Regions from separate parts of the Zea mays genome. Here all the other regions are linked to region 3. Evidence: chromatin contacts called from public Hi-C data. All regions are on one chromosome and are shown on one strand. The core of a region is the stretch at or near the end of the contact, and the rest is flanking DNA. Distances in the headings are between cores, read along the strand shown. Region 1 holds the start of LOC100282372 (BRASSINOSTEROID INSENSITIVE 1-associated receptor kinase 1). Region 2 has its middle 15 kb from the start of LOC109939744. Region 3 holds the start of LOC100276302.

Region 1 (4,880 bases), core at 2,178-4,677, 420 kb before region 3:
ACCATCGTTGCGAAAGAAGCGCTTAATAACAAAAATTCATGTGAAAGTAGTGATAATTATATATATTAAGGGCTAGTTTGAGAACCTCATTTTCATAATAGATTTCTATTTTCCAAAAAAATTAGTTCATTGTCCCTTGAAAAAATAAAAATCTTTTAGAAAAACGAAGTTCCATCATAAAAACCTAAAAAAATACATATTACAGACTTACACACAAATCATTAATGGACTGAAGTAGCTAAAACGCTAACCACAGTGCAGTGAACTGCTTGCTACACGAAGGGATGGAACCAGGCCCAGATTTACATACAGAATTTTACAAGCCATAGAACCATGCCAACACGAAGGAATGACACCACACAAGAGAACCGGGCAAGGAGGCTCCCAGATTAACTTGCTAAATAGCAAGGAATAACCACAAAAATGAACTGATAAACACATTTCCCCCAGGCAAGGAGCTCAGGGCACCTACTGACAGTACACCACCGTGCATCACACTACCTTGCTGAGGGAACCGTCTCACTTGAATCAACAGCCTCCTCTGTCGCATCTGCCTTGGGACTCCTCTCCTCCGTGACGCAGTCCGAGCTATCAGGTCCGGATGAGCCATGGAACGAGATATCAGGCTTGAACAGATCACCATTCTCCAGCCTGGAAAGCCTCTCGGTAGATTCTCCTCTGAGCAGCTCGACGACTTCAGACATTACGGGTCTCTGCTCTGGCTTGTCCTGGGAACAGGCGAGCCCAACGAGCACCATTCGCTTCAGCTCGTCCTCGACGAAGCTACCATTGAGCTTTGGATCGGCAATTTCCTTGAACTTCCTGTCCCGAGCTAGAGGAAGAGCCCACTCAGCTATGGTTCGCTTCGTGGTGGGGTTAAGCTTCTCCACTGGCTTTTTCCCGCTGGCAAGCTCTAGGAGCATGACTCCGAGACTGAAGACATCGCAGCTTTCAGAGGCCTTCCCAAGCATCGCGTACTCTGGTGCGAGATAACCGAGTGTGCCTTTCACCCTTGTGGTGACATGCGTCGCGCCGTCTGGAACTAGCTTGGCGAACCCAAAGTCAGCAACCCGAGCTTGGAAATTCGAATCCAGGAGAACGTTGCTCGCCTTGACATCTCTATGAATGATGTGTGGCGTCGCATGGTGATGCAGATAACTGCAAGTTGAAAGGATTTTAAATGATAAGATTTGCTGAAGTTTGGTAAGCATGAAATGATGCTGTGAGGATAAACATGATTGCTAGTGTTGCGTGGCTTACGCGATCCCTTCTGCGGAATCGACGGCGATCTTCATCCTTCTTTCCCAACTGAGATTGCACTCTGCTGCGTGCTGTCCATGAAGTTGGGCGTGTATGCTCAGGTTTGGCATATAATCATAGACTATCAAGCGTTCCTGGCCTTCAGCACAATATCCGCGCAAGCTTAAAAGGCTCTTGTGCCTCACCCGTGCCAGAATCTCCACCTCGACAGCAAATTCTGTTTCAGCTTTGTTGCTCCAACTCTTGAGCCTCTTCACAGCAACCTGTTTGTGTCATTAAAGAGTTAAGTGGTAAGTTCTACAGGATATGAAATTCCATTCATGGAGTAAAGAGTAAATAGAACATACAGGTCCCTTAAGGGCTTGTTTGGGACCGAGGGTAATGCAGGGGATTGAGGGGGCCAAAATCCTTTACTATTCATAGTAAAGGATTTTGGCCCCCTCAATCCCCTCCATTACACTTGCTCCCAAACAAGCACTAAGAAACTGGTATTGAAACAATAACTCAATGTGTGCAGCAAAAGCATATCAATGAGGCCACAAGGAGCACATAGAAAAGGAAAAGATTTACATTATGGTACACCAATTACATATTGCAAACAACTTATGAAATACAGAAGAACTCAAGAAACTTCAATCTAGGGCGATTGTTTAGATCTAGACTGCCAAATAGTTGCAATAAAAATTCAAATACACAGATTGTTGGTTATAAAAAAGGCAGATTGTTGCAACATAGCATGCCCATATGTCAAGAACCCTACTTTTTATGTAGCCACAATATATATAGGTGATAGCACGAACAACGCAAACTTATAGTAGCATAGGTTCACCATAGGGTAAAAACAATTAGCTGAAGTGGTCCAATTTGCCATGACTCTGCGATTGGCTGATCCTTAACTTGCCTTTTCCCCTCTCAACTGTGTTCACAACTAAAATTTTGCCTGTCTAGTTATATGATCACGTGATTATAGTAGTAACAGATTAACAGTGATCTAATGAGACCGGAAAGTTTGTGGTTGTCATGGCCTCAAGCTAAGGTACAATCTGGATGGCTACAACATCATCTTCAAAGAATACTCAAAGGACAGCTCTGAATACTACCATTTTAGATTTTAAATACTGCTAGAAGCCTAGAACTAGAAACAGCACTCCAAGATGAGGCTGAATCAGTTAAGATACAATCATCAACAACAAGAGGTCCCGTTGATGGCATTGTCCTGCTCTTACCTAAAATACAAAAAAAAAATGCCAGTTGCTTTTGTTCAGAAAAAAAAAAACAAAATTGCAAGTCCCCAGAAGCTAGCACTAGAGCGAAAAAGGTTGAACAAGAAAATTCTTTCGGTTGTTCAGGAGAAAGATTGCACCTGTGACCCATCCCAGAGCTGGCCCCAATAGACACTGCCAAACCCACCCTCGCCGACCTTGTTATCGTAATTGAAATTGTTCGTTGCTGACTGAAGCTCCTTCAGTGAAAAGATCCGCCACGATGCGTCCTTCTTCCTCCTACCTGGTTCATCCCTAAGAACACAACGAACCAACAATGAATCAATCAAATGACTGGCAGCATTTACCACTTGCTAGCAGATTGTATAGTAAGCCAAAAAGGAATGGTACTAATGGAAACCCAACTCCACCCCAAAATGCAGCACATTCCGAACAAACGGCTTTGAAGCTAACTTTATGTCCTCTTCAACCTGACACGATTAATCACATCTCTCATCCTTTCTCATTAACAAAAACAATTGCAAGTTTGCCGCTGAAGACATCACACGAATTACGAATAGACCATTTTTTCCGTTTCTCCCCAAAACCGAGCAACCCAGTCTCATAACCCCAAACCCGCACCTAGACGGCTAGACCTCAATCACAAGACAAAAAAAAAGTCAACCACTCACCCGTCCGAGAGCTTGCAGCAGGAAGCCCACCTCATCGCCCGTCCGAGCGCTTTCATCGCCTCCAGAGCTTCCAGGTCAGATCAGCACGAGCTGGCGCGTCCCTAGCTAGCTCACCGGACACACCTCGCGGCAAGGTGCTCACCCTTCTCTCGAGCTTCGACGCCGGCGGGACAGCAACGGGGAGGATTGGAGGTGGAGTAGAGGTGGGGAGGGAGAGGGCGGGCCGGCGGGGTCTTCTCGTGGGCCTTTTGCGGTGTGTGTGTCGGCTGAGCGCATCACCACTTTCCACTGCCGTACGCAAGGCCACCCGGCCGGGGCGCGGTCCGATCACCCGCGGCTCCCGAAGTCCCGAGCTGTCGTAGGCACATGGCCGCACATGATTGGTTAGTTTTGAACCGGCCATGGTAAGACTTAGGAGAAGTTTGGTTCCACTTTAAGTTTAGTCTCTATTATATATATATATATATATATATATATATATATATATATATATATATATATATATATATATATATATATATATATATATATATATAGTTTAATTAAAAAACTAATTAAATAGGTAAATATTAAAAGATGAGATAAATTTATTAATTCTAATTAAACCTATATTTGATACGCATATTTGATATTCAAACATTTGATAGGACACGACCTAAACTTTAGTTAGTGGGTGTTTGGTGATGTGATGTTTGAATATCATAGCGAAGTGATTATGTAAGTATAGGATATAAAACATAAATACATATGTATTATTGAGTTCTTATATTCACTTGTAATATTGCTCATAAGGTTAATACTCATCCTAAAGAACCAATCAAGTGAAGAGTTCTTTGTTCTCCTCTCTTCTCATCCTAACCTGGTTCTCGTTCTCACTAACACATTTTATAAATCAAGTTTGTGTTGTTTAGAGCTAATTTTGTAGGATCACCTATTCATTCCCCTCTCGATGCTCTCAATTGGTATCAAAGTTGTTCTCTTCATCAAGGGACTAACCCTCGAAGAGATGTATCCTAAAGGCAAGGGGATTATGATTGACAAGAAGGAGAAGGAGACCGTCAACAACAACGAGCCAAAGGGATAAAAGCCCATCGACTCAGACTTAAATAACAAGAAGAAGGACGGGAAGAAAAAGAGGCACATCAAGAAGATAGTCTACTACGACAATGATACCTTTTCATCTTCACCAAAGGAGGATGACGACGATGACTCTTCTTCCAAGAAAAAGATAGTTAACCAAAACTACTCTTTTGATTATTCCCACATTTCGTACAACTCCAATGCTCATCTATTATCTATTCCTCTTAGCAAGCCCCCTCATTTTGATGGGGAAAATTATTCTTTTTGGAGCCATAAAATGTGTAATCATCTATTTTCTCTTCATCCTAGCATTTGGGATGTAGTAGAAAATGGAATGCATTTTGATAGTAGTGATAATGCTATTTTTATTCATTAGAAAAATCATAAAAATTCCTAGGCCACTATTGTGCTTTTAGCATATTTATGCAGGGATGAATATAACAAGGTTAGTGGCTTGGACAATGCCAAGGAGATAGGGGATACCCTCAAAATCGCCCATGAGGGAAACGATGCAAAAATGATCAGTAGCTACGGGAGTACAAGATGGACGGATCATGACGTCGTGCGCCTCATGCTAAGGTCATTTATTATTATTGATCCTCATCTTGTAAATCTTATTCGTGAGAACATTAGATATCCCAAAATG
Region 2 (4,313 bases), core at 1,605-4,104, 350 kb after region 3:
TATCTCTTACCACCTTTTGTCAACACACCATTCATCTCACAAAGATCAGAATGTATGAGTTCTAGCGGTGCCAGGTGTCTCTCCTCAGCAGCCTTATGAGGCTTTCGAGGTTGCTTCGACTGCACACAACTATGGCACTTAGAACCTTTGAATATGGTGATATTCAGAATTAAACTCATGGTTGCAAGCCGAGACATAGAGCCAAAATTAATATGACACAAACGAGAATGCCAAATACTCGCAAGATCATCAACATTAGCACAAATATGGTTCACAGACTTTTTATTGAAATCTAACAGAGAAAAGCGGAACAAGCCTCCGCAATCATAGCCTTTACCAATAAATTGTCCAGACTTGGACACAACTAATTTATTGGACTCCAAAACTACCTTGAACCCATCTCTACATAGAAGGGTTCCGCTAACGAGATTCTTGTGTATAGAAGGGACATGATGCACGTTCTTCAGTTGCACGATCTTTCCCGAAGTAAACTTCAGATCCACCGTGCCAGTGCCATGAACAGAAGCATGTGACCCATTCCCCATTAGCACAGAAGAATCCCGGGCGCCCTGATAAGAAGAGAACAAGTTAATGTCAGAACACACTTGAACATTAGCACCAGTATCAAGCCACCAGCTAGGTGATTGAAATACTGAGAAGATGAAAGGTAAATTACCATACCCTTTGTCTTCCTCATTGCTAGCGACCACTGTGTTGACATTGCCCTTTTTGCCATGGCGATCCGCTCGATCAGGACAATCCTTGGCAAAATGACCCGCCTCGCCACATGCGAAACATGTCAATTCAGCCTTGTTCTTCTTCTTCTTGAAGTTGGTAGTTTTGTTGGGCTTGTTAGATTTTGGCTTTCCTTTCCCCTTGTTGTGGTTCCTTTGAACCATGTTGGCGCTGGAGTGTCCCTCGCCTCCTTTAGATCTCGTGTCCTTAGCCCGAGCTTTCTCCTCAACATCCAGAGACGCTATCAGATTTTCAACTGATATCTCCTGTCTCTTATGTTTCAGAGATGTGGCGAAGTTCCTCCATGTAGAAGGCAACTTTGCAATAATGCACCCAGCCACAAATCGGTCAGGAAGGACTATCTTAAGGTGGTCGAGCTCCTTGGCTATACACTGTATTTCATGAGCTTGCTCTACAATAGAGCGATTATCAACCATCTTATAATCATGAAAGCTCTCCATGATATACAGGTCACTGCCAGCATCTGATGCACCATACTTAGTAGTAAGTGCATCTCACAACTCTTTCCCGTCTGTGTACTGAATATTCGCATCAACTAGACGGTCAACAAGGGCGCTAAGAACGACTCCCGTAAAGATAGTATTGGCATGTTCGTACTCTTTCTCCTGTTCACGAGTCAGTGGACCCTCAGGTCTGCCTTTACTAACATGGAAGACATTCATAGCAGTAAGCCAGAGCGTGGCCTTGACTTGCCATCTCTTAAAGTGCATACCAGTAAACTTTTCTGGCTTCAGCGCGTCGGCAAAAGTAGCCATAGAAAAACTAGGAAATTGTCTACAATAAGGTTTTTGGATTGTTGAATAATTAGACAAATTCCAGATTAAATTCCGAATATAAATCATGACCAAATCAGAAGAACTGAAGTAAAAAGCCAAATCAGATGATGCGTACTGATTAGACATACTGATAGATGGCGCGCGCCGGAATCAGCAGGGTCGACGATGTCGAAGCAGCGAAATCAGCAGGGTCGACGAGGCAGAAGATCACGAGCAGTCGCGTGAAGACGCTTCCCAAAAACCTTATTCGCCCTCTCCCGGTGCAGGATCTAGAAGACGAAGGGTTCCGGAGACCTGCTCTCCTGATCGCAGATGCACGTCTGCGGTCGGGATGAAGGGAACTAAAAAGCGGCTCAGCTATGAAGAGAGGCGAAAGCGAAACTGGGATGGATTTGGAGGCTGTCTGCCGGGCTCCTTTTATAGGGCCGAGTCCGTTACCCCCGATCTTATCCGCCCACGAAAATCTCGCGTTCAGTTGAGATTTTATAGCGATCGGTTAGGATAAGCGTAACAGCCAAGTAACCAAAAAAATCAAACGGCAAAAGAAGACGAGGGACCGGATTTCGACGGACCATTCACGCGCATGTCGTGCGCCCTTCGCCCCGGCGAGGCGAGCGAGCGAGCGCGCGCGTGTGGCTCTCCACACTCTCTTCTCTCATCCATGACTTGGTGAGTGAGTATGGCTTCCATATTTAAGCTAGCTCTACTCCACTAGAGCTAGCAATATGGTGCTATTGGTTCCATCTATTCCCCTAGCCATACACTTATATGGTCTTTTGAGTTTTTCCTAAGATTTATTTGAATTTCTTAACTGGGTCTAGCCCATAAATCCTAACAGGCCATTGGCATTCGCTACTTCTGTTTGGGAGCAGAGGAAAGGCAAGAGAAAAGAAAAGGAGCAGCTCGTGTTACCATGCATGCCTGCAAAAGCCAAAGCGAGACGTGAGACGTGTAGTGCTTGGCTTTGCTTGATTCTTCCCTCCGATGCAATCTCTCACCCTATTCGCTCTCAGCCGACGAGGTGGTTCATGGTGTGCTGCAGATTGTGGTAATTCCCAGCCGAAAGGTGCGGTTGCAGGGTTTATATAATCCCGAGTTCAAGGACGGCTATTATGCGGAGTTTATTAGGATCCTAATCACAGATCCGGCGGCCAACAGGGCATCAGGACTTGTTGTAATAGCCCGAGATTCCCGTTTATTCTCCACGGTCACCGCTGAACTCGTGCGGAGGTTGTTACAACAAAGAGATGGAGCTGACCGGATGGCCCCACCAGCCGATGGCTGATTCCCACAACACAGACCATGCACTTCAGGCTGACAAGCGGGGACCAGCAGACAGCCAGCAGCTGGGACGCGTGCGCGCGGCGCGAGGCCAGTGAACGTGGGAGTAAGTGGGCCGGTTTTTAGGCGAAAGTGTCTGGGCCGATGGTGAGCACCCGGCCCAAGGCGCTGGAAAGCTTTTCTCTTTTCTAATTCTTATTTTCTGTTTTTCTTTTTTGTTCAGATTTTCTATTCCAAACTAGATCCAAACAAAAATTTAAATTTCAAACTCACGCATAATGTACCATCAAATAAAATTCAGCATGTAATGCAAAGTCATCTATCTGTACATGTTAGTTATTTTATTTATTTAGGCACAACTTCTCTATGTATAATTCATGAAAGGATAGTTTTACTCAAACTTAATAAATCTTTCTATCACCTCAACTTTAAAAGGTCAATTCTATATTCGAGATACCAAAATTTAATGCTACTCTCATCTATCTTTATGTACTTCCTAATTCACATTCTAGTTTCTAGATCTACTCTTAGCTTTGAATAATCAAAGTAGAATTTAGTATTACTAATTTTAAGAAAATGATCCCAAACCAATAATATCCTTATTAAAAGACATGTTAATCTAAATACTTTGAATACTTTGAAGAACCTTTCCCAGTAATTCAAGACATGATTTTGGGGTGCTACAAAGCGACATCTTTTCAACACTCTATGTGAAAAGCAACTGATCTCTAAATTGGCTAAGGCTCATTCGGAAGCAAGCAGACAATGTTCAAAGCTAGTTTCGAAGATAGAGCAGACACTAGAAGCAGCGAATACAAGTGTTGGGCACCAAATTGAGCTGCGGACGGTCCAGCCCTGAGGCCGGACGGTCCGCGGTCCGGACGGTCCACGCCTGTGCGCCGGACTGTCCGCGCGTGCGCAGAACAGATTAGGGTTTCAAGTTTTGTGCTACGGTTGTTAGCTAGATTCGCCGAATTAGCTCGGAAATTAGTTTGTAAAGGGTCCAGCCCCCCTCCTCTATAAATAGAGAGGTATACGACCGATTTGTAATGATCAATTGAATCAATAATACTTCTATTTCGCATTTATTTCCTGTAAAATTAGAAGTAGTTCTAGTCTAGTTCTAGTTTAGCCTCTCAATCCCCAAATTCCCCGCTTCTCTTCGATTCTACGTTGATTAGAGGAGTCTAGGTCGGTCTTCCCGAGCCTAGACATCACCTAGGATCTCTCCTCCCCGACGGGGTCCCTCCCGAGAGCGAGATCCAGGCGCCTCCGGCGATCTTCCGTCGCCCCTGCGCACGCGCGGACCGCGGACCGTCCAGCCGTCAGGCAGGAAACCCTAGCCTCGCACCAGTCCGCGGACCATCCGGCCCCTAGCCGCGGACCGTCCTCCCTTGTGCAGAGAGCACCGCCGCTGGTTCATATTGAGTGATTGGCGCCCGAAAAAGGTGTCAACATACTTTTTGGCGACTCCGCTGGGGACAACACATCTAGACCCAT
Region 3 (4,587 bases), core at 951-3,450:
CAAGCCCTACGGCCTATGGGCACAAAACTGCATCTTATGGATGTGAGTGAACGCTGAACAGTATCTGCAACCCCTCTTCCAAGCCGCCCACAGAAGAGAATACATACAGATAGAAAGGTCTGGGCTGCGCCTCCCTCAAAATATAGGTAATGTCTATTTCAATTGAAGCTTGAAACTCCTGTGGCTGTGTGGACAGCTTCTTTAGGGTCTGATGGTTCCTGTCTGGGCGAGAAGCTATTAACAACTTACTAATTCCATTTTGGAGGCAACTAAATTCATCCAAATACGATGTCAAGAAAAGCAGCGTAGCCCATCGAAGTACCATTGTGCTTAGCAGGACTAAAATTCCATTTCCAGGATCACTCAAGTAAACCAATTGTCGACTGAAGAATTTGGAATAAAAAAACCCGTTCCTGGTGTTCGAGAGCTCATAGATTGTGGTACAAAAAACATGGTGGGAAGTAGACCACCAACGTAATAATCTTCCTGAAGCACAGGAATAAAGTTGGGCTAAAACTTGAGATAATCCTTGCAAGTTAATAAATAAACTTGTAACGATGCCATCACATGAGAAGCTCTTTCTCAGAAGGGAGGCAGCAAGATAGAACCTAGTGAAAGAAATATACCATACCACTAATCAAACATTTAATAACACCTAAGCCAGTAGCCAGCAGCAAAATGCTAGAAAATTAGATTTCAAAACGACTGACCATGGTGATGAAAAACAAGGCTTGCAGCAGGTTCCTGATTGTACTTTCCAGAACAATTGTCAGCTTTCTTTATTTTCGCCTGTCATCTTATATAGCCGTTCCCATTGGTGTTCTCCAGCACAGCTAGAAGCAAAAGCAGCAGCAAGGCCTGGAAAATCCTCCTCGTAAGGATGCACGTATCGGCGCCGAAATTTCTCATCGCCTATAGCGGCGACAGAAAGGAAACTAGCCTCGTCATTGAACAACCCCTTTGCCCTGAGAAAATTGATCAAGCAATTCCGTGGCAACAACCGACGGTCAATACTATAATTTATCAGCGCTGGCCTTCGTGCGATGTATGGTACCTCCAATCCGACAACCCTGATCAAGAATTCCATGTTTCTTCGAACCCTCTCCTCGGTGAAACCCAATATAGTCGGGTCTCTCTTCACCGCTGATACTATATGGTCCTTTGACCATCCAAGCTTCTCAAACAGCTGAATGCTCTTGGTTATCTTCCCGCTGCCAAGGATTGCAAATGTATAAAGCCCACGGAAGAAAGGTTGAGAGCCCGGCTGGATTCTGAACTCATGAAGGCGAGCCAAAGCTTCCTGCAGGCTCTTAGGGTCCCTGGTGAGCACACGGGACATGAAGCTGTTGGAGATATCAGAAACATTTATACCACACTCTTGAAGGAGCTCCAAGTTGGGCTTGCAGACCTCCTCAATCCTTGTGCTGAGGAGAGCGGCGTTAATTCTGAGCGCCCGAATGAGCTCGTCGAGAGAGCCAAAGACCGAGATCCAAAACTCAAGATTGAGGCGAAGCGAGCTATGGCGGAAGTGGTTCATGCCAACGATGAGAAGGCGGACGATCTCCGGACGTGAAAACCCGAGGTCGGTGAGCTCGGCGACGCGAGCGGTGAGGGATCTCTCCACGTCGGAGCAGAGGACTTTGGGGTCCCTGGTCACGACGTCGGTGATCTCGGCGCTGGACAGGCCGAGGTTGGAGAGGAAGGCGACGACCGCGTCGGCTTTCGAGGGATCCTTCAGATGGGAGACATGCTTCGACGCCTTGAGGGCCTGTGCTTGGGTGAGGCCGCATGTGGCGACGAGGTAGTCCTCGACGGCGAATGGTTTTGTAGCGACGCATTTGGTGGCGGAGAGGAGGCGGTGGGGATAGAAGAGCGGGAAGAAGTGGGGGCAAGGGACGTATGGTGATCCAGGTGCCCGGAGGAGAAGGGAGATCATGCGCTTCCGGAGGTTGTTCATGGCGCCTCGGCTGCGGCTGCGCCGGCGTGAGGGTTACCAGTGTTCCGGCGGGTGGAAAAAGTTGGGTTATCCAGCTAGGTCTCCAGTCTCCTCTCTTCCACTGCGTGTCAAAGGCCGAAGGTTGTTCAGTCGAGCCGCATACAGAATAGGCCCAACAGGCCCAAATCCGCGTGTGTTGAGCCGACAAAATTAGCAAAGCCCAACATATACCCAGCTAGGCTTCGGCCCCCTCTCTGCCTCTGTGTGTCCGCAAACGATTAAAACCCTCCCGGTGGCGGCGGCTGGTACAGCCAGCGGAAGGTCCCGGCGCTCTCATCCGGTGAAAATAAAGAGGGGAAACGGACAGGAGCCGCCTCAAATGGACAGCGGAAGCGATTCCGACGGCGCTCCCGAGGAGCTCACTGCTGTGCAGGTGCGTTAGTCCTCTCCCCTCTAGGACCCGACGCTACGCGAGAGTAGATCACGATGGTCATCCTGTTTCTTCTTCATGCCTCATACTCCGTGCTGAGATATGTAGAAAATACTGAGTGATTTGCCTTGTTATTGTCTTTAGGGTGTTGCGAAGCACGAAGAGACCAGTAAAGTCGAGAAAGACAGTGTTCTCAGGTGTGTTTCTTATGCTTACTTTACAGTTGATTACTGGATGGACATTCTGCCGCAAAAATGTGCTACTTTGATCTGTTCTTTTTTCTGTTTGTCTTCGTTCACTATGCTAGATTCCTTATTCCCTGCTGTAACTCACTTATTCGCTCTCTTTGTTGTAGTAGATGCAAGTGCCGTTACAAATTTTCTTTTGGACCATAACCAAATGACTCTGAGATGCTCAATAATCAGTAAAAACTATCTCCTTGTACATGTTTGTTTGTAATGTTTGTGCCCAAAATGTAGGTCTTTTAACTTCTACACTTTCTTTGTTTTAGATGTTTATATAGTTTTGTGTATGACTCGTGGTGTGGTTCTGTGGCCATCCAGTCCAATGGTATATCTGTTATGGATTTGTGGGTTTAACTCTTTTTTTTGTGTAACTCATGGATTACCAATTTGAATCTTGCTTTCTTGAGGCCATCAGTGTGCTATAACTTGTTTGTTATCTGATTTTTGTATCGCACAGATAATAATGCCATATGGCCATGTGGGATGTCTTTGCAGAGTAACACGGGAAGGAAAGGAACGGAGGAAACGTTGGGCCCAACGAAGAACATCCTCTAAACCAGATAAGAAGGCGCCAAAGGAAGTAGAAGATGAAGATACTAAAAAAAGTGAGGAGCATGAGGAGACAAATACTATGCCTGGCATGCTCCCCACTAGTGTAATTGAAATTCTAGCAGCTCGTGAGAAGTATGAGCACGTCTCTTGCTCTACCAAGTTTTGTTAAAATCTTTGTTTTTAGCTTGGACTTCATGGGTTATTTGGTCTTCATCTCACATTATCAGGCAAACCTTCGCATCAGATTCCGAGGAAGAAAATGTAAAGCAGAAGGTCCAGAGGAGAAAGAAGAGAATGAAAACTGATGGGTATGTTTAATGTTCCTGTCATCAAATATAAAGTCCTGAAATTATACTTATGCCAGTTGTTGGTCGGTCAGGCCTGAAACTATTCTGCTGAAAGATGTCCGTTCAACGCAACACGTGAAGAATGCCCTTGATTTCTTGGAGCATAGGAAAAATCGTGTCCCAAGGTCAAATGCAGTTTTGAAGAATGCCAGTAAGGCTTTGCGTCTCCTGTCTTCGAAAGGTAATTTTCTAAGTTAAGCGTGTGGTAGAATAGCACATTTTCTGAATCTGTGCTTAGACCATCCTCTCGACATCAGACATGGTCAAGAGACTTAGGACCAATGTGTTGGAATGGAATCTACCTGGCATGTGAAATGTAATGCAGCATATCCTTTTGTGTGAATGTGATGATTAGCACACATGTTCCTTGTAAGAAATCCAAGGTTTGTAATCATTGAATATATTTGAGTTTGAGTTATCTATTTATATGTTTGAGTTTTGGTTAACTATTCCATAGTTAGTTAAGTTGACAGATCCATTTTTAACTTTTAAACAGTCAAGCGAGGCGACCCCTTAAATTTATTTTAAAATAGAAAAATATTTATATTTAAGAAAACATTTAGGATAAAAATAATAATAAAGAAGAGAAAATGATAAAAGCAAAGAAAAATACTAGACCAGTCAACCTATAAATCAGCCCAACAAGCCCATTAGTTTAAGCCCACTTCCTTTTCCCATCTCTCCGTACTCCCAGCCAACTCCTCCCAGCCGCCTCTCCCACGTCTGCCAGCTGGCTCCCTCTCTCAGGTCCCAGCCGCCTCTCCCAGCTAGGAATGAAAATGGTCGGTAAACACTAAAAATATTACCGTTTTCATATTTATTATCGGAAACAAAATCGAAAACGGTAACTCCGGAAACGGAAACGATATCGGTATTTCGGAAACATCGGAAATGAAAGTTTGGTGTGGAAAATACACCAGTGACGGTCGAAATCTAAAATACGATCGATAAACATATCAAACTTCACAATACAACAAAGTTGACAAAATATCACAAAGACCACAAGTTCACAATTCATGATATAACAAGTTCACAATATAACAAGTTCACAAGTATCACAAATTTATAATATAAAAA

The links. A called contact is a pair of places that touch in the nucleus more often than the background predicts.
Region 1: a Hi-C map of leaf shows a contact between it and region 3, with 7 times the contacts expected there. The contact joins the promoter of LOC100282372 here to the promoter of LOC100276302 in region 3. A contact is called at or near these places in 3 of 25 Hi-C or Micro-C datasets (ear, leaf and tassel).
Region 2: a Hi-C map of leaf shows a contact between it and region 3, with 4 times the contacts expected there. The contact joins the enhancer-like site here to the promoter of LOC100276302 in region 3. A contact is called at or near these places in 2 of 25 Hi-C or Micro-C datasets (ear and leaf).

What each region holds. Positions count from the first base shown.
Region 1 is chr5:98,997,482-99,002,361 of Zm-B73-REFERENCE-NAM-5.0, forward strand. It overlaps LOC100282372 (BRASSINOSTEROID INSENSITIVE 1-associated receptor kinase 1), which reads right to left and starts at 3,428. Exons shown (of 4, transcript NM_001155284.1): 1 at 3,155-3,428; 2 at 2,624-2,777; 3 at 1,261-1,523; 4 at 366-1,158. The coding sequence starts at 3,210. The coding sequence ends at 498.
Region 2 is chr5:99,768,822-99,773,134 of Zm-B73-REFERENCE-NAM-5.0, forward strand. No RefSeq gene overlaps it. Among protein-coding and RNA genes, the nearest start is that of LOC109939744, 15 kb to the left of the region's middle. Within about 2 kb of position 2,855, at least 17 of the 20 cell types and tissues checked have an H3K27ac peak or open chromatin away from gene starts, as enhancers often do. A contact at or near this core is called in ear and leaf, where this site is marked.
Region 3 is chr5:99,422,346-99,426,932 of Zm-B73-REFERENCE-NAM-5.0, forward strand. LOC100276302 reads left to right here and starts at 2,201. Exons shown (of 5, transcript NM_001150125.3): 1 at 2,201-2,369; 2 at 2,511-2,563; 3 at 3,107-3,295; 4 at 3,391-3,471; 5 at 3,543-3,959. The coding sequence starts at 2,316. The coding sequence ends at 3,708. It overlaps LOC100275501, which reads right to left and starts at 2,006. Exons shown (of 2, transcript NR_175981.1): 1 at 711-2,006; 2 at 234-608.